Linked DNA regions of Mus musculus: regions 2, 3 and 4 are each linked to region 1. A link is a contact called in public HiChIP or PLAC-seq and promoter capture Hi-C data. All regions are on one chromosome and are shown on one strand. Each heading gives the region's core, a stretch centred on a gene start, on an enhancer-like site or on the middle of the called end of the contact. The rest is flanking DNA. Distances are from core to core; before and after follow the strand shown.

Region 1 (5,884 bases), core at 2,443-4,942:
ACTGGGTGTGGAGCTATGGTGGACATTTCTTGCACACACTGTCCACACTCGCACATAGATCAGGAGGGAACACACTTTGACATTCCTTCATGGGTGGGAGGCTCTGTGGTCCTTGACTTGGCCACACCCCCAACAGCATTCCACCAGGCCCCACATCTTAAATATCACACCACTTCTTAACACCACTGTACAAGAGATCGATCATTCAATACATGAACCTAAGCCCTCTAAGCACATTCACACCATATCCAAACCATAGCAACAAGTGCTAGAAATAAATCAGAAAAGTAGTAGTAGAGCCCACAGTCAGGTGGTATGCTGTAATCGGCTGCTTTCAGTAGCAACAGATAATGTCAGGCTGGCAACATCTGTGAATTTGAGTAAACAGCACAAGGCAAGCTATGCATATGACTGGATGAATGAATGGGTAAAAACATACACATAATAAAATGTACATGCTTGCATAATTAATAGCCGGCTAGATACACAGAGACAAAAGTAGAAACAGAGCAACAACAGATGCTAGATACGCACAAATAATAGGGATAGAGAGAGTCAATGGATGATTTAATAATAGGGGGTAAATGATAGATGAAAGACAGGAGATGAATAGACAGACCCAGTGCAGACGTTTCAAAAACAAATTAGTGGAGCTGTCCACTGGGGACCTGAAAAAGGAATATTTATTTTAAGGCCCAAACCTGGTCTTGCTTTTCTGACAGAAATAGTAACTGAAGCTGTGAGGTTAGATCAACTCGACAAGGAAAATAAGGGCTGGGGGGGGGGGGGGGAGGAAACAAAGAGAAGGAGGGGAGGAGAGGGGAGGATAGAGGAGGAGAGGGGAGGGGAGGCGAAACCTTGCAGCACATCTCTAGTTAACAGGAGGAGAACACCAGGACAGATGGACCTGGTGTTCAGAAGGGTGTGTAGCAACACTGAAGTCAAAGGAATCGGCCCCATTTGTGTTCCTGAGTAGGTGTCTCTGATAACTGCTTTGAAAAGCAGAGTATAAATAAAAGTCTGTGGGCAGCAACAGAAAAACAACACCCTACAACGGAGTCTGTCCTGCCCTGCCACCAGGAGTTTGGGGATCCACTCGGTTCAGACTGGGTGACTCGCACAATTTCTTGTGGCTGGAGCTGCCAGCACCGCCTGCCTTCCACCCTTGTCCCTGACCTCTCTTCACTGGCTCTCCATTTTACACCCGGGCTGGGCGACCGCACACCTGCCACCTTCTTGTGGCACTTACATTCTTTTACTGGCCCTGTTGTCTGCAATATTTTGATAATGTGCACGTGGACTTTGCTGTTGTCCATTCAAACCTCTAGATTCCTTTTTGGTGGTTGAATCTCCTGAGGGGATAAGTCAGGAACCCGACTACAGTACACTCATTTTGGCAGTATGTCTCCTCTCTGCCTCAGTCTCATCACAGACAAGGAAGAACTGTGGCTGCATGAGTGGTATATAGCACTAAACACTGCCCAAGAACAGATATAGTAAACACATTAAAGTCAATAATCATATTTTATATGGTGGTCATAATTATCTTCTTGTAGATCAGCCCCAACAATGATAACCCTTCTTGGGCCTATACTTTTGGCCAGGACTCTCCTGGGCTGACTTTTGGCCAGAAAGAACATATAAGATGGTAAACACATTAAAATTTAGTAATCAAGCTCTCTATAATGGCTGCTATTATCTTTCTGTAGATCAATTACAACAATGATCAACTCTCTTGGGCCAATTACTTATTCTATTAAAACCTGGGCACACACATTCATGCAGAAAAACATAAACAAAACATGTGCATGGCTAAAAAAGTGCTTAGAAAGCAAACGCCCAGGTCTAGGAGCAGAACCCAAAGGCTTCACATTCAGTCTCTGTGTGCCCTTCCTGATCAAATCTCTCCTAGCCCTAGAGACAGTTGTGATAATCTTTGCTGCCCTTTATGGTTTTACTATTTATGTATTTATCCTTAATACTGTAGTGGATATGAGTATCTGCATTTATTGCTGTGGTTACCAGTGAGAATATCGTGAGTATCTGCATATATTGCTGTGGTTACCAGTGAAGATGTCTGTCAATATCTGCATATATTACTGTGGTTACCAGTGAGAATATCAGTATCTGCATATATTGCTATGATTACCAATGAGGAAGTCAGCATCTGCATATATTGCTGTGGTTACCAGTGAGGATGTCTGTCAGTATCTCCATAGATTGCTGTGCTAACCAATGAGGACGTCAGTATTTGCATATACTGCTGTGGTAACCAATGAGGATTCAGTATCTGCATAGACTGCTCATTTTCTCAGCAGTGTTGCATCTGTCTTGTGCACCTTTAGAGAAGGAAAGGGTTTCTATGTCTTACGGTTTGTAGGTATAGTGAATGCCTGCACTGCAACTTGTCTTTTCTGTCCATTTCATGATGCTGTTTGGGTTTGTGTAGATGAGTGGGGCTAAAAAAAAACCTTTTCAAGGCTGCATGCATGTAGTACCCCCATGCATACAAAATAATAAATTTTTAAAAATTAATTTTCAACCCCTAAATCATATTTTCTCATACAGGTCCACCAGAGTTTTGAATAGGACTTTTTTTTTTTTTTAATATATTGGCAAGACACTGGGGAACATACAATGCATAATGTCTAACACCTTCAACAAAGTCTTGGATGGCTCCCATAATCATGTACATTAATCCTTCTACAGCAAACCCTCTTAGTTAAGTGAGACATATAAAGCATTATCACACCATTTTATCCCTCTCCCTCCTCTTCCTCTCTCTTATAAATCAATGAGTTCCAAGGAGTTTGTTATTTCAGAGTTGGGGAGGTTCTGTAACTAGTACAAGTTAACAGTAGCAAGAATACAGGTAGAATTTAATTAGTAAAAGTCGAGAGGAACCTCCTGGAGGAACTATCTGGAATTTGTCTGTAGAAGGATTTTCAGTGCAAATTTAAATTTCTACTAGCACCATCTCTCTAGAAACTGTACACTTTGCTAAACTTCATTTGTTTATAAGAGCCTCACTTTCTTGTCATCTACAGAGCTAAACTTCACTACTGAAATTGCTACTGTTATTTCAGTTTCCAATGAATTCTTGATTATGACGGTCGGGAAGAGATATACAGACAGCTGTGGCTGGCTGCGAACATCACTGCTTTTATTTCCCATTTCATTCATGTCTGCTCTTGATGTACCATTATGCACAGTCATAATTGCAGCCATATCGATAAAATGAGATAAATATACGAGACAGGGTTTCTCTGTGTAGCCCTGGCTGTCCTGGAACTCACTTTGTAGACCAGGCTGGCCTCGAACTCAGAAATCTGCCTGCCTCTGCCCCGCAAGTGCTGGGATTAAAGGCGTGTGCCACCACGCCCGGATACCTTTTTATAACCTGACATTGATAAAAGGCACAGGGAACCTCTAGCATGGCCAACCTCAGCTTCACCCTCACCCAGAGTCGGCGCTCTCCGGCGAGCTATCCCCTTCTCACCACACTCTGAGAACGGAGCTTGGTGCCGGCTCGGCCGCCTCCGCCAATTCCGGGTCCCTCTTCAGCCAATCAGGGCAGCCGCAGCTACAGAGGGCGGTACCAATCAGATATTAGTTTCCGCCCATAGGCCACGCCCCTGGTGCCGGAAATTATCCGCCGGAGAAACGGACTCGGCCGGAAGTCCCGCCCTTCTATTTGCAAACGGAGGCCGGGGCAGGTCAATCGGCGGCGGGTACTTTCGCAGTGAGTTTCCCTGTGCAGTCGGTGGACCTGCGGGGCGACACCGCCGTGCGGGAACCACAGTCCACACCGCTCTCCCACGTAGGCTGAGCCCCGGTCGCATGTTGCGTGGCTTCCCGCGTGACCACTGCAGGCAGGAATGGCAGCCCCTTCCATGAAGGAAAGGCAGGCATGCTGGGGTGCGCGCGACCTGTACTGGCGCTGCCTGGACGACAACGCGGAGGACGCGGCCCGGTGCCAGAAGCTGAGGAGCTCGTTCGAGGCCAGCTGCCCCCAGCAGTGGGTAAGTCCCGCGGGGTGCAACACATCCCTGCGCGCACCCTCACCTTAGGGTGGGTTTTGAGGAGCAAGGTCACGCGTTGGAAGTCACCAGTTAGTTGGTATTACTGGAGAAAATGACAGCGCTACCAGACTCTGGAGAAGGGACCTGGTGGTACAGCGCTGTGACTTCTGCAGGCGTCCATAGCCTTTCTCACAGCTCCTCCCCTAGAGCCTGGTCATATTAAGCAGTCTGGCTCACTCAGTATTAGTTCTTCCCTCTCTTCGCCTTGTCCCAGCCTCTGTCGACTCCTATAAAGACTGAGAGGTGTGTCCAAAGACACTCGTGCATGAGAGGGTGGGGAGGAGATGGAGGATCATGGGAATGTGTTCTGAGAGAGACACTTGGATTCATTCGCTGGGATTTTAAATTCAGCCTTGGGAGGTCTTGCATCCAGATTTATGCCGCGGGAGTCATGCATCAGAGGAGAAACATTTCTCCAGGATGAAGCAGCCTCTGTAGTGGAGGATTCGAACTAAGATCCTGAAGTGTACGTGTACTCTGCTCTACAGCGGTCCTATGAGAAAGATGTGGGCATGTGCTATGCAGGGACAAGAGAACCACAGCTCAGGGTGGCTGGTGCACCCACAGGTTCGGGAGGAGAAACACCCTAAGAGGTGCTGAGTTCTGGACAAGCTGTTGTCAACACCAAAATACTGCTCTCGCTTCAAGGGCTAGTCTGTTTTGTAGCCAAATATGAGTGACTGGCTCAGGAACAGAGTATGAGGTTTTCCCCAGATACCATTTGGCAGAAGTTTTATGCAGTCTTATGGAACAGAACAAACGGTGGAAACAAAAGGTAAGTTTGTTACAGCAAAGGAAGCCTTCTGGTTGGTGGAAGCCAGTGGTCTGTTAAAACATTACAGAAGGTTTCACCTGTCACCAGGGTGTTATGTCAGTCACAGAAGAGGGCAAGGGATTAAGAGAGCTTAAGAGTAGAGAGAGCTAAAGACAGACCTGGCAGCAATCAAACCTCTCCGTAGTCACTCCCGTTCTGATCAATCAGTCCTGTAGAAGGTATGGCTTGTCCCACCCCATTTAAGTTGGGATGGAATGCCTAAATTACCTTTAAATGTAATTGTCTCTTGGGGCATTGATCCTGACAGATGTTACAATAATTTGCCACAAAATGTGAGGGATATCATATGCTTTTTAATCTTATATCCTTTATGCAACACCCATTCTAGTGCAGTTAGTTCAAGATTGACAGACAGACTGAACAGATTTATGAATACCATGTCAAATACAACAGAGGGACAGAGGCCATCAAACCAAAGGGACTTAAGGGGAGGGATGAGGCTTCAGAGGAAGCAGTGTTGTGACAGGCTTAGTGGAGCTGTATACAAACAGTTCCTTACCCACTCTGAACTGGGGTCCTGTTTCCCATGAAGTTAAAGATTGAACATCGTGTTCAGAAACTGTTTGAAACCTACACCTGGGTTGGCAGTCAGGGCTACCTTTGATACTCTGGGCCAGAGGGTGCGCCATTCAAATCTGCCTGTTATGCAAGAGAACACGATTTCTCAGTGAACAAGGCGGGGGGGGGGGGGGGTCCATTAGGGCATACACTGAAGGCTTTTAACAAGAGCAGCATTTTCTAGTCTCACAGTGCACATGTTGGGGGGGAGGGGGTGTCCTGCATTTGTCCTGTCTACAGGTGCTGGGTCAGTATCACACCCCATGAAGAGAGAGGAAGCTGTGAATAAAAACCCCAAATCTTCATAATGTGACTAGTTAGTCATTTGTCTGCCTCCCCAGATGTGTGTGCTTCTAGATAAAACAGAGTTGAGAAAAATGCCAGGGGCAATAACTTATTCGACACACTG
Region 2 (5,884 bases), core at 2,243-4,742, 450 kb after region 1:
TCCTGGAATGCTGCCCTGGGCCACTAGAAGGAAGCTGGACAGGAAACTGGTTGGACTGTGGAGAAGTGGGTGCCCTCAACCTTCCTGCCAACACCACTTTCCAACACAAATAGATCTGTCACCCAAAATCTCCACCTCAACACAGCCCCAAGTGAACACAGAGAGAACAAGATGGTAGCTAGAGTCTGAGCCTGAGACCCACAGGAAAAAGCCTCTTCCAGGCTAGGGTGCTGCTCAGTCCTCCCTAGCACTGCAGATAGATAGATAGATAGATAGATAGATAGATAGATAGATAGATAGATAGATATTTAGAGAGGTAGAGAGATAGATAATAGATAGAGAGATAGAGAAAGAGAGAGAGACAGAGAGATAGAGATATAGATGATAGTGATAGTGAGACAGAGAGACAGAAATAGAGTGAGACAGAGACAGATAGAGAGACAGACAAACAGATAGATGATAGATGGATGGATGGATGGATGGATGGATGGATGGATGGATAGATGATAGAAAATAGAAAGATGATAGATAGATGATAGAAGATTAATTGATTGATTGAGTGAGTGATAGGCAGATAGACATATAGATAGATGATGATGGATTGATAGGTAGGTAGGTAGATGATAGATAGATAGATAGATAGATAGATAGATAGATAGATAGATGATAGAAGATTAATTGATTGATTGAGTGAGTGATAGGCAGATAGACAGATAGATAGATGATGATAGATTGATAGGTAGGTAGGTAGATGATAGATAGATAGATAGATAGATAGATAGATAGATAGATAGATAGTGATGGAGAGATAGTGAGATATTCACTCCCTTTAAGCAATTGAGCTTCCCCCTAGCCGCACACACCGAGTAGTTCAGCTATTTAAAACTAAGCTTGAATGAGAATGGCTGGGGCAAGCTGGGAGAGCAGCAGTCCATCAATGAAAGAAGCAGTGTGTCCCAGCCTGGACTGCTCCCTCTCCTCTCCCTGTTCCACCTTTGTAGTCGTCGCAAATCCTGCCCTTTACCAGGGCTGCAGCACACTCTCCACAGTGTCTCTCTCTAACCATCTTCTCTGCTCTTTCTCTAACCCACTGCCTTTCCCCTTGACAGAGCCGGAAGGATTTGTTTTCAGATACTTCCCGAAGTTTACTCTCTGACTCGCATTCGCAAAGTAAGGAATTAGAATATAAGATATAAAAGCCAAGAGAGAAAAAAGAAACAGGAAAAGTCGGGGTGCAGAAGACCACAGGGGATGAGGTGTTCCAAGAAGGTCCTGGGGACAGCAGCTGTGAGTGCGTAGGTGGTAGAGCCTCTCCTGGAGTACCCCAGGAGCATGTGGAGGCCCATAAGCTGAGACATGATAAGCAAGGGGGCACATAGATTAAAATGAACTATGAGGGACATCGAGGGTAGGGAGAAATGTGGCAGAAACACAGAGCCCTTTATAAACCTATGTGAGGAAATGTGTGTTGCCTAGGACTATAGAGCCATTGAGATTTATGAGCAGCATCACAGGGTCTGATGCAAGTCTTTTAAAGTACCATGTTAGCTAACATGTTGAATATAGACTGGAGAATATTCTGGGATGGCACCTATAGCAATATATATCATCTCCAATAAGGAAATAAAGAATATATGTCATGGGGAATAGCAAAAAAAAAAAAACTTCATAGATACCCACTCCATAAATAGCAGGCAGGGGCAGATAAGAGGGCTGTAGAGGTGTTTGGCATCAAACCCTTATGACCTGAGTTCAATCCCCAGCAACCACATGGTGAAAGGAGAGAACCAATTCCCCCAAATAATTCTCTGACCTCCACATACAACATGGCAGGCGCACTTGCACATCCAAACAAAGGAATAAATGTAAATAATTAAAAGAAAGGTCTCTTACATTTTAAACCTTTAAACATGAGGTCAGGCAAGGTGGTGCACACTTGTAGTCTCAGCACTTGCCAATCAGAAGCAGAAGAATGCCAAGTCTAAACACAGCCTGACTACCTAACAAGGCACGACTTCACAACTCCAAGGGCTGGTCAGCGCTTGGGAGACAGAGGCAGGTGGATCTATGAGACCTCAAGGCCAGCCTGGTCTGCAGAACTAGTTCCAGGACAGCCAGGGCTATATAGTATAACCCTGTCTTAAAACAGACAGAAACAAACAGATCTAAGGGCGGGCTGGGGAGCTCCGGGTGTAGTTCAGTGGTGGCAAGTTTGGTTTTCCTGAGTGAGACTCCGATGAGGGGCAAGGGAGAGATCATAAATGGTCGTTAGGAAAACTCAGAAGCCGATGTAGAGAATTCAAGACAGTATTAAGAGTAAAAGGATGAAGCCATCCAGAAATAAGGACTGGGTTTTAAAAACAGAGCAAATCCAGAAGATCCAGACTTAAGATCAGCAGCGAGGATAAATGGGAACGCAACACCGCAAATGGCAGGAAGTAAGAGAACTGAAGGGGATCGGGGAGAAAGGGCCAAAAACAAATGATGGGCAGATGGGAGCCAAGAGTCCCCCCTCCCCCGAAACTGAAAACTGAAGCAAAGAGCAGAACAAAGTTAAAATCAAGCCACTCAGGAAAACCTTTCTGGAGAAATGTCACAAATGTACGAAAGTGCAGGCAGAAAGTAAAAATAAACACGCTGGAATGGTTTCTGGTAAAAATTTTTAGATTTCAGAGGAAAGTACGAAGCCGCCTGCATATGCAACGATGTTTGTAGGACAGATCTGGGCTAGAAATTTATAATTAGAAAAGATCCGGGGAGGCAGAAACAGGTGGATCCCTGGGAGACGGGCCAGCCCAGACTGGCCTACTTGATGGGTTCTGGGACAGTGAGAGACCCTATCTCAAAACACAAGGTGGATGGCTGAAAACTGACACATGAGGTTGACCTCTAACCTCCACATACGCCCCCAAACATATGTACATGTACATGCATATACACACACACACACATGAAGAATTCAGACGGGACATAGCAAGGAGGGCTGATATCTGTCACATATCTGGGCCTCAGCCGGGAAGTCTCAAAAGCTGGGGTAACTCCATAGCTGAGGTTTGGAGTCAACTAGATGCCTGACCTCTCAGGCATCTGGAGCCAGGACTCAGCTGACTCAGAGACCCAGCCTGCTGACCAGAGGCCTCACGTGTCTTCTCCATGTGGCTCAGCTTCCTCCCAGCACGGCCACCACACAGTGGTCAAACTTCCCTAGTGACAGAGACCAGAAGCATAGGACACAAAACTCAAAACAGAAGCCATATAGCCTCATGAGGCCCCCTGTTTCAGATATCACATAATGTCACAGTCCCCTTACTTACTGGTCAAAGTCATCTCCCATGCATGAGAAGGAGGGACAGAGACCTCATCTATTAGTGAGAGAAGAAGCAGAGCTTTGAGGGTATGTCCTGTAAATCACCAGGGACATATTCCCAGGGTTGTGGTGTTCTTGCATGTCCTGCCTGATACAGTATTGCTTACCTCCTTCATGGCACACTGCTGGTCTGTGAATGTCATGCACTCACAGCCTCCCGCTTCCCTGTAGGGGTCTCGGGGTTCTCAGTTGCTGGGGTGGACATGGAGTCTTTAGTGGGTATGATAATGGCTACTCTCTATTGCCAAATTGATGGGAGTTTTGAATTGCTTCTGAGTGTGCCTTTGAGGGCATTTCCAGAGAGGCTTCACTCAGAAGGGAAGACCCACCCTGAATGAGGGGTGGTCACCATCCCATGGGACAGGACCCCAGATGAATAAAAACAGGAAGGAGACGGAAAGCTGAGCCACAGTATTCTCTCTCTGACTCCAGACTGTGGGTGCCGAGTGAAGAGCTCCCTTCGTCACACTGTGTCCTGCCCACCACGAAGAACTGCACCTTCAAAATAGCCCTGCCAGTTGGTCTTGTCAGGTGTTTTGCCACAGCAACGGGAAAAGTAGCCAAGACAGTTTCTAAACCTGTCAGCGACCCTTCTACCGTGATGGATGGCCCACCCCTGTCTTGCAGCCTGGTTCCTGTTAAATCCCCATAGCTCTTGTCAGGACTCTTAAAAGGAACAAATGTATATTTCTGAATATTGAAAAACACAAAGGCACAAATGTTGAGTTATTAAACAAGTTCACAGTAGCTTCCTCCTCACAATGCTGCTTGATTGAAAATAATTGGGCAAAGAAAATGAATTCCAGACCAAACTGAGTAGTTGTTTTCCTATACAGAAAGAAATTTTTCTCCTCCCACCATCAAAACCCCTAAAAATGCCACTAAGACCGTTAACTAATACCCACTTGGGACAGGAATCATATGACTTTAATCTACAGACTCACACCTTTGGCCTGAGCTGGCTAGACACAGAGGGTGACAAGCTCCTAAGGACTGATAGTCCAACTCTAGAGGTTCTACGGGTCACTGACAACAAGAATTTCTCTTGGATCAACCCTGAGACTGGGCATGAAATTATACGAGAGAGAGAGAGAGAGAGAGAGAGAGAGAGAGAGAGAGAGAAGAAAAGAAAGAAAAAGAAACATAGAGGCAAACCCACATCCCAGAGGGAGGCCAAACCAAGCTAATCAAAGCAAAAGAAAGTCCAGACCCAAACCCAGATCCCACCCACAGGCTCAAATGTGATTCTGGCTGTCTGAAAGCAGTTCTCAGACAGAACCTCAGGCGATGAATCAGTTTCCTCAGACACTGAGGGGGGATAAAGCCACTGCTGCGGAGCCGGAGTGCTGGTCGAGGAGAAGCTGTGAGAATCCAGCAGAGTGGGGTGGGAGTAGGGGGTGGTGCACACAGTGAGAAAAGCCACGGTGAATCCCCAGTCTAGACAGTGAGCCCAGAATGCCCAGGGAAAAGAAGCAAAGGATAAGAATGAAAAGAACAGGTTCAGAGGAGCCAGCTGGATGCACCTCCAAAATGTGGGTGGGGGGAGGGTGGGACACGCAAGACAGCTGTGCAGTCAAAGTTGCTTAAAGTCACAGAGAAGGGGCTGGGGAGGTGGGTGGGCATCCAAAGTGCTGTCCTTGCAAGCATGGGGACTTGAGTTAGACACCCAAGAACACACATAAACAAAAGCCCTGGGTGGTAGCATATCCTGGTTATACCAGCACTGGGGAGGTAGGGGCAGAAGAGTCTGTACAGCTGTCTGCACAACCTAGCCTGATCATTCCCAGGCTCTAAGGATAAATACTACCTTAAAAAAATCCCACACCCAAAAAGGAGAGGAAATGAGGAAGTATTCGTAGGATCCAGTGAGTGGGGAGAGACTTTGGGTTGGATATACATTGATAAAGATACATTGTATACACATATGAATTATCAAAGAATAGAATTTAAAGTTCTGGTAAGTTTAAAAACTAGGGCCTAGAGAGAAGGTTCAACTAAATGAAGAGCACTGTTCTTCCAGAGGACAGTTTCTATTCCCAGCACCTACAGAACAGCTCAAAACCATTTATAGATCCATTTCCAGGGCATCTGGTGCCCTCTTCTGGCCTCTGTCAGGCACAAGTATAGTACGCAGAAATGCAGACAGGCAAAATAAAATAAATCAATAAATCAATCAATAAATAAGGTTTTTGGTTGTTTTTTTTTTAAGATTGAAATTTTAAAAGATCAAGGTGGTCAGCCTGGCCTACAGAGTGAGTTCCAGGACAGCCAGGGCTACACAGAGAAAACCTGTCTCGAAAAACCAAATAAATAAATAAATAATTGAGATGGATAGCACTTGAAGAATAACATCAACATTGTCCTCTTGGCCCCTACATGGCATGCACACACGTGCACATAGGCATACAAGATAAAAAATCATTAATAATAATAATAATAATAATAATGATAAACAGGATGAAAGCACGCATCTCTTTTTCCATCCGGAAATCAACTCACATTATAAACATAAACAAC
Region 3 (5,884 bases), core at 2,012-4,511, 430 kb after region 1:
GAGCACCCAGGATCTCAGTTCCCTTTAAAAATCAATGAGCTAAGCTAGTGTCGTAGAAGAAGCGGCTGAGGAGATAACATCATGACTGAGGGGTGTGATGAAACTGTCTGGGGTCCAGGGTTGTAGAGAGTGCAGTCAGGATACCCGTAGTCTTAAGTTGTGTTCGCAGAGATGGCCCTGAGATGACGTGAGTTCAGGTTCCCATACAGAGACTGGAGTCAAACAGGAAAGGGCAAACTCATGGCCCAAGGAGTTGTCTGGTTATGGCCTTTCCGTGCACACTGTGCCAGACGCAGCACGGTGCAGCCTTCCAGGGAACATAACACTCGGCCACTCCAAGGGCCGTGCATATCGTCTGTGCACATGTACCTGTGTGTATGCAAGCTAAGGAGCTTGAGGGGAGAAGACGGCAAAGCTTCCAACTGTGTTAAAGAGTTCCCATCTTATTCCAGAGCTTCTGTGGGGTGCCTTCTGTGGAGAGCCCTGGGTTTCATTTCCCACCCATCCCCTAGTTTCTGCTTCCTGTCGGGGGTAGAGTGAGAAGCAGCTAACAAAGAAGGGGCTCCAGAGGAGAGATCAGAAAAGGGAAGGCAGGTTCCTGTTCCTCTTTCCTTGTGCTCCTTTGCTTTTGTCTCCGAATGCTCTGCAACACCTGACACCTGGTATGTGATGAACAACCCGTTGAGATATGGTGCCTTGAACTCCTCTCTCTCTCTCTCTCTCTCTCTCTCTCTCTCTCTCTCTCTCTCTCTCTCTAAGTATTGATTGTATCTGTGTGTGTGTGTGTGTGTGTGTGTGTGTGTGTATGGATATGTTTTCGGTTAGTGTGGTGTGGTGTGGTGTGGTGTGGTGTGGTGTGGTGTGGGTAGGTCTGTGTATGTGTGTATATGTGTGGTGTGTGTATGATGTGTCTGTCTATGTCTGTACTATATGTGTGTGTATGAATGTATGTGTATGAGTGTGTGTATGGATGTGTTTGTAGTTAATGTGGTGTGGTGTGGTGTGTATGTGTGTGTGTGTGTTTGCATGTGTGTGGTATGTGCATGTGTCTATCTGTATATATTTGTATCTGTATGTGTGTGTGTGAAGTGTGTATATACTTGTGTGTATATATTTGTGTATGTGTGTGTGTATGTGTGTATATGTGTGTGAGAGTGGTTGGTATGGTGTGGGTGTGTCTCTGTGTGTACATATGTGTGATGTGTGCATGTGTATGTCTCTGTGTGTGTATGTGTGTGTGTGTGTATCTGTGTGTGTACATAAGTGTAGGTTCCCAAAAAAGTGTCAGACCCTCCAAAGCTGAAGTTACAGGCTACTGTGAGCAACCTGTCATTGGTGCTGAGAACTGAACTTGGATCCTCTGCAAGAGGCTTCATTGCCCTTAGCTGCCAAGCCATGTTTGCAACCCGACCTGCTCAGCCTCTTCTCACAAAGCAGCAGATGGATTTCGTGAGGTCTCCCTGCAACAAGCTTTTACCTCGATCTCCTTCTAAGACCCAGTGAGGCCACACCATGAGGTCAGAGCTCTCACCCTCACAAAAGGAAAGTAGGAAGACAAATTCTCAGTCAAGGGCAATCGAGACAAAAGGAGCGGCAGCAAGGAGAGAAATGACAGCTAGAGAAGGAGTCAATCAATGACAAGCTGGATGGGTCAGTCCTGAAAGGCTCAGAGCTGCCTCCAGGGCAGAGAGCTCAGCAAACAGCACACAGAAGCTGGGTATAGCAGTGCACACTTGTGATCTCAGCACTGAGCTGAAGGTCAGCCAGCCTTGGCTACTTAGTGTGTTTGAGGCCAGCCTGAGCTATGTGAGCTCTTGTTCACATACCCCAATAAAGACACACACACACACACACACACACCATGGCTTCCCTGCTGCTCAAAGCCACAGAGCAGAACCGAAATCTCCCACAAGCCTCATGGCAGGTACCCATGTAGGCCGAGCTGCCAGCCACAGGCCACACGCAGCTGCTGTGGTTGACAGCACAGCTCCATCCCTGGCATGTTGTCACCTCCTGAAACAAGAGTGAAAGTCACCGCATCCTCAGCTCCATCCTTGAAGCAGCCTCTGAACCACGCCCCCAAACTGTGGCCCCTCGTGCAGAAGGCCCATGAGGGAACAGAAAGTCTGATGCCTGTCAGTCACTCCAGCACCCAGGTGCAGCTCTTCAAGCTACAGATAACCGTGTGACATCACCCAGCTGTTATTATCAGCACTGTGAGTGTTTACTTCATCTTCAAAGAGAGTTCCAGACTGGTATCTAGTGACTAAGTGGAGGTCAGAGATCCTCTGACATCAGTCATGCCCAGAAGGGACAAGCCCAGTTGCCAGCTCTCGGTGACCATGTGCAAACTTTGAGCTCCTTCCTGCCCAGTGCCTCTCCCAGGCTCCATACATGCCCTGGCCATGAGGCTGTCCCTGATGGCTGCCAGTCACATAGACACGTGGGTGTCACCTTCTATTGTTTTCCAGAGCATTCTCTCTGGAGTCCAAACATTGCCACATTGCCACTGTTGACACCACCTCTTAGAGAGCCTGCCCTTTATGACCCAACACAAGACACAAAAGGCATCAGACTGGTATTTCCTTTACCCCATAGGGATTTTTTATGGGGTTTTTATTTGGTTTCGTTTTTGGTGTGCTTCTGAGAATTGTCCTTTTGTTCTTCCGTTTGGTTGCAAAGAGCACTCTCCAAGGAATTCTGCTCAAAAAAAAAAAAAAAAAAAAAAAATCACACAGCTTTTTACCTGAAGCTTGTATCTCCAGAAGGAGACCTTCACCCACCACCACATCCTCCCAGGAAATAACAGCTTAAAGGACAGATGAACCCGCCATGGGGCCCTACTCCTCGCTGCTAGGCTCTGGGTAAGGTGAGCAGGGGCAGAAAGGCTGCATCTTCATGCTGGGACTCAGGAAGAGCCTCATTGTCTGTCTTAGGCAAGGACCTGCTCATCACACAGCCCAGATGTGAGCAGTTATTAGATCAACACTCCCCATACCACCACCATGGAGGAACCACTGACATTTACCTGGCCCTAGCAAAGGCCACCAAGGCCATGTCTGGGACTTTGAACTTTCAGTCACTCCCTAGTGAGGCCGTGCGTAGTATCGAAAGCCACCATCTTTTACGTTGTCTACCGAGGTAGAGGAAGTTTCTCAAAGACAAGCGATTGGAATCAGAGTTCAGAGGAAGCTGGCGTGAGAGCAAGGGGAGCCCCTGGCCTGCCTATCGCTGTACCAGAAGCTCCAACTGCCTCAACTCACAGCATTCTTACTTGCAGCTACATAGCCCCACCAACATTGCTAGGCTGAGCAGGACCAACCGACCATCTGCCTGGTCATGCAATGTGCAAGAAAAAATAAGAAGAATGTGCTGGAAGGTCAGAGCGCTAACCATCTAAGGCGATGATGGGTAGGCGCCAAGGCCCAGGGACATAGAAGTGTTCTGTAAAGGAGTCCCAAGTCTCCATTGGGTGAGTAATCTCATCTCTGAGCACAAGGAATGCTCTTAGAACAGGTTGTACCTGACCCGCCACAGTCAGCTCTGCACTGTCCGTGGAAATTCCTGGTATGACCATCCTAACCATGTGTTCGTCTTCCTAGTACTGCATCACCAACCTAAGGATTGACTGAAGCCCAGGGAGATGACCTCACTACCCATCACCAGAAGAGACTCTCAAACCCAGCTGCCCCTTCAGAGCTGACTCCTGGCATAAGGATGCCCTGATCTGGGCACAGCCCCAGAAACCTATCCCTGGACTCTGTCCGTTGACCACAGGAAGAGCTCCAGTTGAGTCAAAGGGGAGTCTGGCTAGTGGTAGGGCTGCAGGATCCAGCTTAATCCCCTTACTCATCTAAAAGGTCACTGAAGGGGCAGCGGCCTTAAGGGGCAGATCATCAGTGTTGACTACAAGTTCAAAGAATCCACAGAAAGCCACACAGTGCCCCCTGGCTCCAACCTCAGAAATGGAGCCGACCCTGACTCAGAGAGGAAACAAAGGCTGACTCACTCACCCTCCACTTCCTCCTTTTGCCCAGCTCAGCCAAGACCAGCACTGGCTTCCAGCGACAGACAGGTGACCACTACTTGCAAACCTGCAAGGGGGAGCACAGGCTCACTCTGCCAAGGACCACCAGACCTCGATTTACTACTGCCCTCACCCTCTGTATCTTCCACACAGTGCATGGCTGGTAATGGCGCTGTCCTGTCTTGTCCTGCCTTGACCTTGGCTGTGTTATTCTTCACTTCCCTGTTCAGCGCACAGCCACACTTTCCAAACATCATGAATCATCAGTACAGAGCAACGGCCACTTAGTAAAGCAGGAAACCACTGCACGCCAGGCCTGGACAGAGCAGTTCCCTGCTCTGGCCTCTCCTGTCCCCTGATCACTGTGACACAAAGCCACAGTGGAGGTCCCAGGGACTATTGCACCACTGGGTATTCAACCCCTACACCATCAGCCCTTATACTGGGCAGGATCTTCCTAGCTGAGCCTTCCCTGCCTGAGCTGGCTAAAGTGAAGCTGGTATCTTCCAGTCTCAGAGGGAGGGAAAGAGGTCAGGTCATTCAAAACCCTGGCTGTTAGAAAGACTGTATCCGGTAGACAGCAGAGCCATCAAACAGACATGGGGCTTCCTCTTGCAGCCTTGCAGTTATGAACAAAGGTTGCCTCTGTCATCAAAGCCCCTGCAGACTAGACCCCCTCTGAATAACATGCAGCAAGTTCCCAAAGAATGGACACCAATGAAGCCCATACATCAATCAACAACAGGGACTGATGAAATGGCTTAGTGTTAACAAACTTGGGGATCCAAGTTCTAATCCCCAGAGCCCACATAAGAAGTAAGTGAAGCACAGCTCCCGGTTCTGGGGAGACACACTGGGAGAGTCTGTGCTTGCTGACATCTGCTCTCTCCAATCTGTGAGCTCAAGTGCAGTGAGAGACCCTGTCTCAAAAGGTAAGGTGGAGAGGTGACTGAAGACACCACCCATGTGGAGCCATGTCTTCCCTGTATGTATGCACACATAATCATGTTAAAAAATGAAGACAGCATGAACATGAAGTTTCTCTGACAGGTCATGTCTATCCAAGATGACCTCTTGTGCTCTCTGTCCCATGGTCTAGACTTTGATTATTTTTCTGAGTTCCATGGAGGAATCACACATGGCTACATTCTCTTAAGGAGCCTCCATTCGGTGACAGCTGGATGGATCAGGACAGATGACCAGGGTCAAGGGTAGAGACAGGCATGGCAGACCTTCCTCCTCAAATACCAAATATCCAATATAGTAATCAAATCCCAGATCGCAGACATTATGGAATTAACTAAATTAGCCGCTGCAGACCATGGTTCTGGATAGCCAAACAGATCCAAGTGTCTTAAAAATATATAAATCACAATGTTCTAGCCCTTCACATCCGGAAACACATTTTAGACCCTTGGAGATAATAGAAGTATCGCCTGAAAACAAAACAAAACAACCTGTTTCTAGAGCTGGAGAAAGAGTTCAGTGGCTAAGAGTACTGGCTGCTCATAGAAGACCCAAATCTGGTTCTCAAGACCTACAGAGAGGCTCACAAGCATCTACAACCCCGGTTCCACGGAGTCTTCTTCTCACCTCCACAGGTGCCCAGCATGCACATGGTGCACATACACATATGTAGACAAAAAACTCATACACATAAGCTAAAAATAAATTTTTTAAAAATCCTGATATCTCATCAGACATCTGGGAGAACCAAGGTCCAGATGACTTCCCGAAGGTCACACAAGGTAAAGCAGAGCCAAGAGAGCTCACAGCCTCTGGCTGGTAACTTAAGGTTGTTTTTATTTATCATAACTGTCATTGCAGTGGGTGAATAATCTAGGAGCCAAATCAGAT
Region 4 (5,884 bases), core at 1,584-4,083, 430 kb before region 1:
GGAGGACAAACAGGACAACCTCAGCTGTCTTTCCTTAGGTGCTCATCACCTTGTCTTTTGAGGCAGGGTCTCTCACAGGGCTGGAACTCATGCCAAGTAGGCTAAACTGGCTGCCCAGCCAGTACCATGGCTCTGCTAGTCTCCTCCTCCGAAGCATTAGGGTACAAGCATGGACCACTCATCTAAAAGAAAAATGTCTAATGATGACCTTTGAAAGCCAAGATGCTCCTTGTTCCAGGTGTTTATTAGAGTGTAACAAGTTAATACAAGACTGGGTGACTTAAGACAAGAACCTCTCATGACTCAGGCAGGGCTCAGATGAGAGATTTGTGTAGTCCAGAGGACACACGCAGATACTAGTCCAGTGGATTCTGGGTTTGAAGTTTGGGGGAAAACTACAGCCCTATTTTGCTGTGTCACTGAATGATCGATCAGGAGGTTGGACTCAAATGAACTACCCACCTGACACATACATGTGGCCTTCCCACCGAGGTTCAAGGTTCCCTGACTGGACGAGTGTTCCAGGGGTCAAGGTCAGCAGCTTCGGTTTTTATGTCCTTCCCTTAGAAGTCACACAGTGTTTTCTTTAATGAAGTCCGCTGGTTGGGACAGTCTCGGGCAACCCAGTCTCAAGCACAGAAGACCCAGCTCTGCCTTTTTATAAGAGGAGTCTGAGAATTTGCCAACACCTGTGTTAAGGTCCCTACCTGCTGCATGTGTGTTTGTGTGCATGAGGAAGCCACCATACCTGGACACGCAGTATCACTATCATCGCAGCATCCAGGACACTGGGAGAGTTGTGGGCTTCGGAGAAGGAAGAAGCACCCGACCCCCACACACCAGAGACACTAGCAGGAACCGGTAACCCGGGCCCCTCAGGTGGAGGAGGCATCTTGAAGCGGCAGCAGCAGGGAACAACAGAGAGGAGGGTAACACTGTGAGGGCAGGAGGCCTCTGATGGTATATCCTCCAGGGAATGACAACCCCAAGGACAAACAGGGCAGGTGAGCATAGCTTAGCATCTCACAGGACAGTGTGTGAGGAGGAAAGGACGGCTGAGCGTGACTCGGGTTCTCAGAGAGCTGGAGCGCAGCTCTGTGTCTCAGAAAGCAAACACCCAATGTGGTGGGTTACTGTTTCCCCTAGAAAACAAGATGTGTTTGTCCTTGGGAGAGGGGAAGAAGGAAGAAATGGATGACCAATGGGGGGACTTTGAAATACAGAGAGTGATGTGGAGGGATCTCTGAGGAAGGCAGGAGGTGAGATTATTCACTAAAATTAAAAAAAAAAAAAAAGAGTAAATCTGCTGCACACTCTCTATGAATATATGACTTCTAAGAACGTCTGTTCAGTAGGCAGATGATGGAATTTTCCAAGTATTTAGATTAATTCGGATTTACTTTAATGCTTTCTCTTACTGATATCATCTACCATAGATGAGGAGTATTTTTTTTTAATATAAGAAATTGAAGCTACCTCTCTCCTCTACTTCCCCACAAACAGCTGCTGGAGGCAGTTCTACTTCTACATGTTAGCCTGCTTTGCAGACACAGTTCTGTTACAGGGTACAGCATAAACGGTTCGCATATTTGAGATTCCAGACAGCTGTGCTTACGTCTGCATAGTCTTCAAATTCATCTTTAAAGATCAGATGTCATCTTGGCTGGGGAACGGTTCAGCAGTCCAGGTGCTAACCACGGTCCCGGCAACCGGAGTCCATTCCCGGAGTTCATTGGAGACATTGATAATAATGATAATGCTATGATGATGATGATGATGCTTCAACATTTTTTTTTTTAATTCGAGTCCTGAGTGTCTGACCACAAGTCTGGGTACCCAAGTACTTTACCACTACGTCATCTTTCCTGCTCCCATTCCCCTAGTTAGGAGCCTTTAGAATGTCCCTGACTCTTGACTCCATGTGCATGTAATGACAAAAATACACCTCTGTGTGTGGAGTGGTGGTTTGAATGAAAATGGCCCCCACAGGCTCATAGGGAGTGGCGCTATTAGGAGGTGTAGCCTTGTTGGAGGAAGTGTGTCGCAGGGGATTGAGCTTTGAGGTTTTAAATGCTCACGCTGACCCAGTTTTATTCTTTCTCTCTCTCTCTCTCTCTCTCTCTCTCTCTCTCCTGTTTGCCAATCCAGATGTAGAACACTCCGCTCTTTCTCCAGTATCATGTCTGCCTGTGTGCCACCATGTTCCCAGTCATGATAATTATAGACTAAACCTCTAAAACCGTAAACCAGACCCAGGTAAATATTTTCCTTTATGAGAACGGCTGTGGTCATGGCGTCTCTTCACAGCAATAAAAACCTAAGACAATAGGTATGATGTATGGCACGATATATAAGACAGGATACAGCTATGCTGAGTCTTATGTATGTGACTGTCATCCTTCTCTAGGAAGTGTCACAGAGTCAGGTCCTCCACCCCCACCCCTAGAAGCACACAGCTAGACTCTAGAAGCACACGGCTGCACATGTCTATGCAGAAATGTAGAACCCAACCTCATCCACCATCAGTTCCTCCGTGCCCTAGCGCACATTTCCATTTCTGTCTCCTGACCACGAAGTCCTTAAAGTTTGGGGTATTGTTTAGGCTAAAATCCAGAAGCTGTGTTTTCCTGTTCCAGGTGGAGGATGGGGTCAGGAGAGGATTCAAGTAGCTTTTTAGAAAGAGGTTCATTGTATTTTCAATAGTCTGGGCAGCAAATGGCTTAGCTGTCCAGTCAACAAGACAGAGGAAGACAGGATCTATCTGTACCCTTGGTATTTGGCTATAGTAGCTTTAATCAGGAGGAATGCCTGGGGGGACAAAAGTAGCTAGGACGGGGGTTACGGTGGCGCGCGCGCGCGCGCGCACACTCTCTCTCTCTCTCTCTCTCTCTCTCTCTCTCTCAGCTCAGGCCTGCTGACTGCACTGGGGAAGGGAAGAGGGAGCCAGGCAGCCTCCGGGTGGCCTGGCCAGGGTCTGGCGCCACCAAACCTGCACTTTCCGGTTTCGGAAGCCAGGTAGGGGGCGCGGGCAGCCAGCAGCTCCCGCCAAGTGGGTGAGAGCGCTCCGCCCGACCAACTCCCGCTACCTGAGCCGGCCACCACGTCACCGCCACATCATCTGGCCTCTTGTATTTGCACGAAACCAGGAAAGGGAGCGGCGGCGGGAGGCGCGGAGCGCGGGCGCCGGGAAGATGCTGCAGTCCCTGGCCGGCAGCTCGTGCGTGCGCCTGGTGGAGCGGCACCGTTCGGCCTGGTGCTTCGGCTTCCTGGTGCTGGGCTACCTGCTCTACCTGGTGTTCGGCGCCGTGGTCTTCTCGTCCGTGGAGCTGCCTTATGAGGACCTGCTGCGCCAGGAGCTGCGCAAGCTGAAGCGGCGCTTCCTGGAGGAGCACGAGTGCCTGTCGGAGCCGCAGCTGGAGCAGTTCCTGGGCCGCGTGCTGGAGGCCAGCAATTATGGAGTGTCGGTGCTCAGCAACGCCTCGGGAAATTGGAATTGGGACTTCACCTCGGCGCTCTTCTTCGCCAGCACCGTGCTCTCCACCACAGGTAGGGCCGCTGCTGCCACCTTACCCCAAACCCCGGCGTCCCCAGGCCTCCGCTGGGCGCATCCTGCGGTGGCTCGCAGTGGCGGCAGCCAGTGAGGTGACCCCGGAGCACGATATGGGTACTGCAGCTGTTACTCTTTGGGAATGGTCTCAAACACTCTGGACCTTGAGGCTGCAGGGGTCTCATTCACTTCTCCGTCCTTGTGAGGAGCAGGTAGGAGCTGATGGGAGGGTAGGTCCCCGACATTTCTGTCCTGGCAACTGAGCAGCAAGACCAGGAGATGAGGAGAGTATCCTGTGCTTAAGAGCGTTCGCCTCCTTCTGGCCCCATCCCAGAGACCCCAGGCCGAGAAACCTAGCAATGACCCTTGGATGGGTCACCTTCATGACTGTGACTCCCTTCCCTACTGTAGACCTATTACAGCTTCTTTGGATCTGTTTTGGGGACAGTGGTGACATCACTCTGCTCTCTGCAGGTGACCTCTAAGCAGGCAGGCCTATGGGGGTTTCAGAGTAGGAGGAAGGGTGGGAGAAGGGAAGGGAGTCACTTGACCTGGGCCCCACATGGTGGGGCTTCCTGAATCAGCGGTTACTTCAACTTTAGGTGCGTTGAGCTTCTCTTCTACTTTGAGGCTTCAACGTCTTCAAGAGGCTTAGAAATCCAGCTGAACATACATGCCCAGGGGCATAGCAGTTAGACTAGATGGAGAGAGGCCAGGTTTCGTCAGTGGTGGCTAGCCATGCGTGCAGGCTAGGAAGGACATAAACGGTGCACGGACAGCCAGAGGGACTCTCAAAGGGCCTCAGTACCGTGCCTTCTTCTTATGCATGAGATCCAATTTTTGAAATGGCCCCTTTTGGCAGGCACAAGGTCACACAGTGCCCAGGGACACTCTGGAATCCGAGCCTTGTGAGTTCTTGCCAGGAACAGTGTGTTATGCCCCTGCCCCACCTTTGCAAGTGACTCAACTGCACCTGGGTTACTCCAGCCGTTCCTTCTCCCTCCTCTCTGCCTCTCAGGCTGACCCTTCTCAACTTCCTTTGGGCTGCGGCCGGGTAAATTATTTTATTAATTACCCACTATTGTAAACACCCAACCTCCAGCCAGATCAGGTAAATTTATTGTTTGGAAATCTGGGGTGAGTTCCTGAACTTGTAATCGACACAGAAAGAGTTCTAGGCTGTGTTGCGGTATTTTTTAAAAAAAAAAAAACTGTGTTAAATGGATGCCGAAACAAGACAAACCTGTTGGCTCACTTTCCAAAGAAAAGTCTCCTCCCCCCCCTGCTGCTCACAGTCCCGGCTTTATCTCAACATCACCCAGGCCAGTCAGGTCTTTTTGGATCCTATTTGTGTCAGAGTGTAAATCCCTCCTCCACCATAGACATGAATGTTTACATAAAGTTCACAACTGGCTCACAACGTTGGCTGAGCAGTTTGAGAATGAAGACTGCCCTTACCCTGCGGGCCTGGCAGACAGGGCAGGGATAGGAAGAGCCAGGAGAGAAAGCATGCTTTTCCTAGGTGGCGTTTGTGGGCAGTGCTGAAGTTCTTGTATAATCCTGGTATCCTATGCATCAAAAGCTAGTTCAGATCCCATTTCTTCTGGGGAATCTTTGTTTAATGTGAGCTCAGCCCCTAATGTTAGGAATCACCACAACTCCTGAAATATCCTCGAGAGGGGAGTGGGGTGTCTGATGTATGAGGGGAGGAGTGGGGTGTCGTGTTGGTATTCCTATTGCATTGTCCTTCTGAGGAAGAAAGTCTGTACTGTGGTATTGGAACAAGGGTTTATTTAAGAAAGGAGAGCAAGGGGCACTTAGGGATAAGCCAGACAAAGGAGGAGACTCTCCGTGTATAAAACCAGCTGATCGGTGAGACGGTGGGTGTAGTGAACAGAGTGCTGTGAGTCAAAGCCCCTCCTCTCTCAGTTTTGAGCTGATGCCATCATCGGACACATTTGATAGCACCTCTGGTTTCCAAAATGGTTTTGTGGCAGAGATGCAGATGGTGCTAAGATTGGAGCTGGTGGGTTTCACCACTTAAGAAACTGTTCACTGCAAGAGAAGACCTCAGATGGCCTGCATCCCTCCTCCCCTCACAGTAAACTTTCCGTCAGTTGACTGTGACTGTCAGCTAGTTTGGCCCTTTCCTGTTTGGCTGGAACAGTAGGGCAGGCTTCACAAGGGTACATTTCTGCTGGCCTTGGGTACTGGGGAAGCTGAGGCAGGTGGATTGCTGTGATTTTGAGGTAGTAAGACCTTGTTTCCCACTCCCTACTAAACTCAAACCACAGCAAACCCCATAAAGACACCCTTGCTGGCTGCCATTTTAGCATA

Evidence for each region. Promoter capture Hi-C pulls out the DNA fragments that hold promoters and counts their contacts. HiChIP or PLAC-seq counts read pairs in DNA pulled down with a chosen protein or histone mark.
Region 2: an H3K4me3 HiChIP or PLAC-seq map of embryonic stem cells shows a contact between it and region 1, with 5 times the contacts expected there. The contact joins the enhancer-like site here to the promoter of Coa6 in region 1. A contact is called at or near these places in 3 of 39 promoter capture datasets (the HPC-7 cell line, cranial neural crest and embryonic stem cells), 1 of 484 Hi-C or Micro-C datasets (the G1E-ER4 cell line) and 2 of 115 datasets of contacts at active chromatin or transcription factors (craniofacial prominence and embryonic stem cells).
Region 3: a contact with region 1 is called in a promoter capture Hi-C map of stem cell-derived epiblast-like cells, with 4 times the contacts expected there. The contact joins the promoter of A630001O12Rik here to the promoter of Coa6 in region 1. A contact is called at or near these places in 10 of 39 promoter capture datasets (the C10 cell line, cranial neural crest, embryonic stem cells and 5 more), 4 of 115 datasets of contacts at active chromatin or transcription factors (effector CD8 T cells, embryonic stem cells, memory CD8 T cells and 1 more) and 1 of 9 other capture datasets (embryonic stem cells).
Region 4: a contact with region 1 is called in an H3K4me3 HiChIP or PLAC-seq map of forebrain, with 4 times the contacts expected there. The contact joins the promoter of Kcnk1 here to the promoter of Coa6 in region 1. A contact is called at or near these places in 1 of 484 Hi-C or Micro-C datasets (embryonic stem cells) and 3 of 115 datasets of contacts at active chromatin or transcription factors (embryonic stem cells and forebrain).

Annotation. Positions count from the first base shown.
Region 1 is chr8:126,418,809-126,424,692 of GRCm38.p6, forward strand. It overlaps Coa6 (cytochrome c oxidase assembly factor 6), which reads left to right and starts at 3,693. Exons shown (of 2, transcript NM_174987.4): 1 at 3,693-4,022. The coding sequence starts at 3,879. It overlaps Gm51604 (a long non-coding RNA gene), which reads right to left and starts at 3,562. Exons shown (of 2, transcript XR_003947620.1): 1 at 3,461-3,562.
Region 2 is chr8:126,869,614-126,875,497 of GRCm38.p6, forward strand. All of the region lies in intron 1 of Gm31718 (a long non-coding RNA gene), which reads right to left. Among named protein-coding and RNA genes, the nearest start is that of A630001O12Rik, 24 kb to the left of the region's middle. Within about 2 kb of position 3,493, at least 42 of the 459 cell types and tissues checked have an H3K27ac peak or open chromatin away from gene starts, as enhancers often do.
Region 3 is chr8:126,845,759-126,851,642 of GRCm38.p6, forward strand. It overlaps A630001O12Rik (RIKEN cDNA A630001O12 gene), which reads left to right and starts at 3,262. Exons shown (of 2, transcript NR_151740.1): 1 at 3,262-3,472; 2 at 3,603-5,884. All of the region lies in intron 1 of Gm31718 (a long non-coding RNA gene), which reads right to left.
Region 4 is chr8:125,992,269-125,998,152 of GRCm38.p6, forward strand. It overlaps Kcnk1 (potassium channel, subfamily K, member 1), which reads left to right and starts at 2,834. Exons shown (of 3, transcript NM_008430.2): 1 at 2,834-3,546. The coding sequence starts at 3,192.